Linked DNA regions of Sus scrofa: region 2 is linked to region 1. A link is a contact called in public Hi-C data. All regions are on one chromosome and are shown on one strand. The core of a region is the stretch at or near the end of the contact, and the rest is flanking DNA. Distances in the headings are between cores, read along the strand shown. Region 1 holds the start of MPC2 (mitochondrial pyruvate carrier 2). Region 2 holds the start of TADA1 (transcriptional adapter 1).

Region 1 (3,380 bases), core at 444-2,943:
CCAACTGCAGAGATAGATTTAGATAGTAGGAAAAATGGGCCGCTTTGGAGTTGTACTCAGTCTTTCCATTTATAATACATTTTCTCCTTTGCTAAGTCTGAGGCTCAAAAGTGAATTCAGAATATATCTGGTTTTAGTTCCCAGCCAAGTAAGTATTATTACTAACCATTTTATAGACAATGTAACAGAATTCTGGACCTTAAATTGAGTTGGAGGAATTAGGAATCTTCCAGTTTCTTATAGAATTATTTTTTTTCAACCACAAGAACATTGTTTTCCAATAGGTTAAAGAGGGGGCTAGTATTTATGGAGAATTTATAAAGAAACAGACACATATGCTATCTTTAACTCTCACATCGATCAGATTTTACAGAAGTTAAGATAAAAGATTTCGCCCAAGGTCACACCTATAGTAAGCAAGCTGAGCAGAATTAAATCCAGGTCCGTCCGCACAAAAAGGTCTAGGGAGAGCTGGTTTAGTAGTAATTTAATAAATAAGGTTAACTTTAAAAAAACTAGGCCTATGGGACAAGGAATGACACTGACTCAGAAACCCGGGTAACACATCTGCAGGCCTGTCAGCTGGAGTTTGAGGAAGTACGACCTTTACTCTAAATCCGCCGGTGCGGTACGACAGCTCTTCTCCGCGTGGGTCAATATACCACTACTCTTGGAGGAAAAGAGGAAATGAGGTTTCCTAATGGCCCAAGACCCTTTCCTGGCCGCAGAAACGGAGAAGGATGAAACCCAGAGGCCTGGTCCGGGTGTGAATGGTGCCTAAGGGATGAGGTGCAACCAAGGTCGCAAAGGGCGCTTGCTTGAAAACTAGGAGTTGATGAAAGATGCTGGAAAAGAAAACGTGAAATGCAAGAAAGAGTACACGGTTTCACTTAAAGGGAAGGGGATGGGGCTGTGGGTGACGCCTCCAGCGGCAGAGTTGTCAGCGGGCCTCTAAACGTCTCTTAGAGGGACGGGGAGGGAAGGACTCGGTGAGAGCCACTCTGGGTTCATTACCTGCTGGGTGGTTGTACAACGGCCTCAATTTTTCAGGCAGTAGGAGCTCCACTTTATCGAGAACCCGGTGGTAGGTGGCTCGCAGGCCCCGGGCGCCGGCGGCTGACATTTCTGCGGACGAGTGATCGTGGGCAGTCGGAGTGAGGGGAGAGTGGCCGCGTGCTCGTCCCTGGCTGACAATGAAGGGCACCTCGTCACTCTCCCCTGCCTCAACGCCTCTCGCCCTCCTCTTCCTCCGGGTGCCCTTCCCGTAGCTCTGCCTGACCTCTTTCCAACTACCCGCGGGCCCGCACCCAGAGAAGGTGGACGGGGCGGAGACACTGCGATGGCCCGCCCCCAGCCCGCCTACTGGCCTCCCACCGCCTAAGAGGAGGAGGGGTCATGGAAACAGGTGGCAAAAGGATTGCCTCACCGAATCAACCTCGCGTCCTACCTGTAGTGCGCTTGCGCAACTAGAACTGTCCGCGGTGATTGGCCAGCCCCGAGGCGCGGGCGGGGTCCAGAGCAAACCTCCAATTTCTCCTTGCTGCCCTGGAGGCCATGTTGGAGAAGGGAAAGTGAAGCTGCACCGCTTCTGATCCCCTTTCACTTTGGTTAAGGAGGCCCCTAGTTAAAATGGGCTTTTCGGGCCTTCCCGTGCCCCGACTAAAGATGACGCCGCACAATTCTCTTGCTTCCTTTGGAATGAGACTCGTGAGCGAAAAACTTCTGATTTCAACTCCTTCTCCCTCTAGTCCTCATTTATCCAAAAAGCATAAAGGATTTGGCTAGAGTGGTCTGAACCCATTTTTCTAGGGTAAGGGCAGCGTTGGCGCACACCTGCCTCAGTCCCCAAGGTGGTCGTTATCTCGCGAGAAGGCTTGGAAGGGAGGGTGTAGAGAACGAGGAGAGGGAGGAGTCGAGGCCGCTTCCGCCTCCTCGGTCTCCTCCTGTTGGAGGGGGGCCGAGGGAGGGGACTGTTGCTGATCTCTGGATGTTCTGGGTAGTCTGAGAGGGAGAGTATGAGGCGAGCTCTGGCCCGGGTGCGGCCAGGCTTCGGGGGCGAAGGCGCGCGGGTCGATCCTGCCGCCGCCATCTAACTCGCTGCGCCCGCGAGGCTCGGCGCGCGGATGGTGCCGGTGCGGCTGGGGTGTTGAGCCGCGTGTCCCCTCCCCTTCCTCCCCTCCCCCACGCGGTGGTCTCCCCTCCTCCCCCGGCCCGGCAGAGCCATGTCTCGGGGTGGTTCCTGCCCACACCTGTTGTGGGACGTGAGGAAAAGGTCTCTCGGGCTGGAGGACCCCTCCCGGCTGCGGAGCCGCTACCTGGGTGAGCAGGGGCCCCGGGGCGGAGGCGCTGAGGTCGCCGCCCAGAGGTGGGGGAGGGGGCCGCGCCGCGGGGGCTGTTGGAGGTGGGATAGCGCCTGGTAGGGGTCCCCCGGAGACTCAGGGATGCTGGGTGGACCTCGGCCGTCGGATTCTGCGCCCGTGTCCTCCCACGGCCAAGCCTCCCCTTTGCATGCTGCCAGCCGCCGCCCTTGCTGGGTTTTCCTCGGGGGGTCGGACCGGGGGCAGACAGTAGTGGCTAAGGTTGGTGTTAGGGTGGCTTCTGGAGTGGGACTCGGGAGAAGACTTGTCGAACCTCCCGGTGCTGCAGCGTTTAGAGCAAAAGTTGGCGCTTTAGCTCTTCTCCAGCGCTGTCCTCGCTCCGCCGAAGGACCTAAGTTTGTGTTGACCGCCGCTCCCCTACAGTCTCGGGAGGGCTTAGGTGTCGCCAGTGATGCGTTGACCACCCTCGGGGACTTTACGCTCCAAACAGACTCTATGTAAACTGTCCTGCGGCTCCGAGCCAAACCTAAAAGTGATAGCTGAGCTCTCCCCACCCCCGCGCGCATTCCCAGTTGGACTCTGGTGTTCAGTCGTTTTGACCGCTTTAAGGAGGTGTAGGATTTCACGTTCCCATTCCCCCCCTGTGAAACACACTTGGCATTTACTGTTTCTTAGTTAAGCTTTCTAAAAACAACCTTGATACTTGAGGGAACAGTATTACACTTTTTTTTCGTTTTGGGGAAAGTGGATTTGTGAGGATTCTGGGTCACGCCTGAGCTAAAAGTGGACGGATTTAGTAATTTATTTTATTTCTTCCTCTGCAAATCTTTTCATTACTCTTTTAATTTTTCTTTGAATTTGAAAATGACAGCATTAATTTTTTTCCAATTCTGTCGCTTTTTGCTAGGTATTTTTTGATGTTATTTGGTTTTGCCTTAGAATCAAAAGAAAATGACATCTCATTACGCCTAACAGTTCTGGTTTGTGAATTATTTGAGAAAAGTTAGCAAGCATTTTTTTCCCTTGCTCTTGTTTTTTGGTGTCTCAAGTGACATGAATATG
Region 2 (3,292 bases), core at 604-3,103, 1.1 Mb before region 1:
CGAAACTCCCCTTATATATTTTATCTATGACCAATGACCAAATTTAAATGGTCAGGTTGTACAAACCAAAGCAAACTACTCATGGAGGAAATGTGAGAAATTACTATATAGCAATATCACAGATTGTTCAACCAAGAAGCACTTTTTAAGAAACATAAGGGGGAAAAAGACAGTGAGAGAATGGAAAAAAACTAATACAGAACAACACTGTACCAGGAACTGTTCCTGGCACAAAGGCATATTTTGATTGCACTGTTAGTAGAGATTTAGTTCAGATGTACCAATTTAGCTTTGGCAACCAATTTGACCAACACCTGACAGCCAGTGTTGGCCTTTAAACACCAAACAGGGAATACTAACTTCAACATTTCTGGCAACCCGGAACCTGTGGATCATAGGTCACCATCACATCTAATCAGTCAATTATACACACAAGCCTGGTCCTTCAGATTTATTGTAGTATGGAACATTCACTTTCAAGTGTTTGTAAGCATCCCAGATATAAAGCAAAGCGAAAAGTCTACGGTGTTTAAGAAATATACATTTTAGAAGTACCGGTTGTGGCTTAGCAGTATGGAACCCAAATAGTTTAACCCAACTAATATCCATGAGGATGTGGGTTCAATCCCTGGCCTCACTCAGTGGGTTAAGAATCCGGCATTACCCTGAAGTGTGGTGCAGGCCAAAGATTCGGCTCAGATCCTGCATTTCTGGGGCTGTGGTGTATGCTGGCAGACGTAGATTCCATCCCTAGGCTAGGAACTTCCATATGCTGGGGTGCGGCCCTAAAAAGACAGAAAAAAATTAAAATAAAATTTGTTTCTTTTACGTTTGAAAATAAAATTTTAATAACAACGTTTAGAAAATTTCCAAACTGGTCCTTGTTTCTCAGGAGGGCTCTTTCTACGACCTGGGCCTTTGCTGTATTACTGATTTTACACTAGACCACTTTAGCCTTTGATCCAATTACCAATTATGTAAACTCGGTCCCCTACTAGAACCAGGGTGAAAGTCTGGCTGGGCACCTCAGGGGTCCTTTGCAACCCTGTGTAAGGTATCAGAGGCAGAAATCAGACGCGAGGGTCCCAATCCTGCTGTGACTTTTGAAGAATTACTTAACCGCTCAAGATCTCAGTCTTCTCATCTATCAAATGGGAATAATAATGAGAATAACATCTCCACCGTGAGGATTAGATGAGATAGTACAATTAGCAATTACCGCGCTGAAAAGGTGCTCAATAAATGTCCGCTACTGCTATGTCACTATAACTGCAAAAGTGTTGGGTGACTATTATTTCTCAAGAGGGTCTGTATGCCTTCCAAAATAGTTGTTCACGCTTTACCGACAGTGCCTGCACAGTAAGCCTCCGCCTCCAGGAAGCCCTCCAGGAGCTGGCCGCCCAGCGTGGTGCCGACTCCGACTCGGGCCAAGGGAGAGCCACACGCCTCCCACACCCTCGCGCACGGCCCGCGACTGCTCAACAGGCCCTTGAGCGTGAAGGCGTGGAGTGAGCTTTTCCTGCCCCACCCAGGGCACAGCCTCGGGTGAAGGCGCCCTCCCGGGTCCCCAGGGAGCCCCGGCCCCTCCAGACGGGTCAGAAGAGGTTGCTCGCCGCCCCGGCCCGGGCCGGAGGAACCTAGAGGGCCCGCCGACCGCAACGCAAGAGCTGCGCAGGCCTCGCGGCCGCGGGGACCCACACCCGGGTGGGTCGGCAGCCCCAAGCCAGGGGAGCACCCGCGCGGAGACTTGGACACTGCGTCCGGAGAGTTCTTACTGTTTCACGTTGTCCCCCAGAGCCTCGCTCAAGTTCTTCTTGGCCGCCTCCAGCTCGCTCACAAAGGTCGCCATTGCTCCCCAAGACTCAGCCCGACCTCGGACCTCTCAGCCACAGACACCAGCAACCGAAAAACCAACTCCGTGAAGGCTTCGGCTCTGGAGGCTCCGTCTGCTCCCGTCTGCCCCGCCCCCAAGCGCGCAGAGGACGTTTGTTTGGTTTTCGGCTCCGCCCGCCTTTCTGAAGAGAAAGTGCTGATCCAAATTCGGTGTTTTCGCGGTTCTCTTCCTCCCGCCCCCTCGAGTCACGTGACCCGCCCTACCTCGCGCTTCCCGCGCCCCACCTAAACCCGCCGGCCGGGCCGGGGCTGCAGCGTCACCTGCAGGGCTGGCGCGTCTCAGTTCTCTCAGTTCTGCTGCTGGGCAAGCTCAGAAATTCGTTTTACCTGGTTTAAATAGCTTCTCCGTCCAGGGCAAAAAGCAAATGCAGTATTGACTTTATTCTTTCTTTGCCTTATTCTTTTTTGCCGATAACTAGTCATCTAATATGCCATTTAAGTGACTTATCTTGTTAATTTTCTCCCTTCAATTAAAACGTGTAAGTTCTTTGAGGCAGGATTTGTTTTATTCACCACTGTCGTTCCCCAGTTCCTAGAGCAATGCCTGGCACATAGTGGGCTCTCCACTGCTGAGAGAATGAAGTCATTATGAAAAACAGGGAAAATACACAGAACGATAAAGGAAAAAGAAAGAAAAAATGTTACCACCCCCAAACTCTTTTAACAGAGAGATTTCCCCCCCTCCCATAATTTATAAGCATACTCTATCTTCAGTTGTGCATCCTGGTAGGGTTTTTGGTTTGTTATTTAATATAATAATATAAATATTTTCCTCTGAGAGTACATTGACTTTATAATCATAATTTTAATAACAGCATGTTAAATACCACACAATAACCGGTTTCCCAATTGTTAGATGGATTATTTCCATTTTTTCTATTAAAAACAATATTTTAATACACTTTATGCATAGTTTTTCCTCATCTAGGGTAATTACTTGAACAAAGTCCCATAAATAGAATTACTGGTTTAAATAATAGGAATTTATGAGCGTCTTGGTGGATATTGTCAAATTTTGTCCCCCAAATTTGAAATAATCCTAAATGACTTTTAAATCTTGTGTGATTTCTCCACAGAGTCTCCTTCAAGCTTCTTCATTCATTAAGCAAGGATACAGTGAGCTCCAGTTATGTGCGTGGCTGTCTTTTGAATTCTAGAAATACAAAGATGAACAAGGCAGGTAAAGTCTTCCTACCTGTGTCGTAAAACCTCAGATGAATTTTGAATTTTTAAAAAGTAATTATCCACTTACACTTGCCATGGCTCCCCAGTGACTACTGAACAAAGTCTAAACTCCCTAACCTGGCTTTCAGATTGGCCTATGATCTGAATCCAGCCTCCTCTCCACTCACACCCAAGCCTGTCCCCATCACCCTTCATAATGCATTCCACATTCTAG

Evidence for each region. Hi-C and Micro-C count contacts between places; a contact is called where the count stands out from the background.
Region 2: a contact with region 1 is called in a Hi-C map of liver, with 8 times the contacts expected there. The contact joins the promoter of TADA1 here to the promoter of MPC2 in region 1. A contact is called at or near these places in 2 of 47 Hi-C or Micro-C datasets (liver and skeletal muscle).

Annotation. Positions count from the first base shown.
Region 1 is chr4:83,068,227-83,071,606 of Sscrofa11.1, reverse strand. MPC2 (mitochondrial pyruvate carrier 2) reads right to left here and starts at 1,693. Exons shown (of 6, transcript XM_003355070.4): 1 at 1,448-1,693; 2 at 1,015-1,125. The coding sequence starts at 1,123. DCAF6 (DDB1- and CUL4-associated factor 6) reads left to right here and starts at 1,889. Exons shown (of 19, transcript XM_021089469.1): 1 at 1,889-2,319. The coding sequence starts at 2,223. MIR9810 (microRNA 9810) reads right to left here and starts at 1,244; the gene lies at 1,150-1,244.
Region 2 is chr4:84,173,227-84,176,518 of Sscrofa11.1, reverse strand. It overlaps TADA1 (transcriptional adapter 1), which reads right to left and starts at 1,853. Exons shown (of 8, transcript XM_005663143.3): 1 at 1,776-1,853. It overlaps LOC106510106 (a long non-coding RNA gene), which reads left to right and starts at 2,212. Exons shown (of 3, transcript XR_002343364.1): 1 at 2,212-2,372; 2 at 2,970-3,073.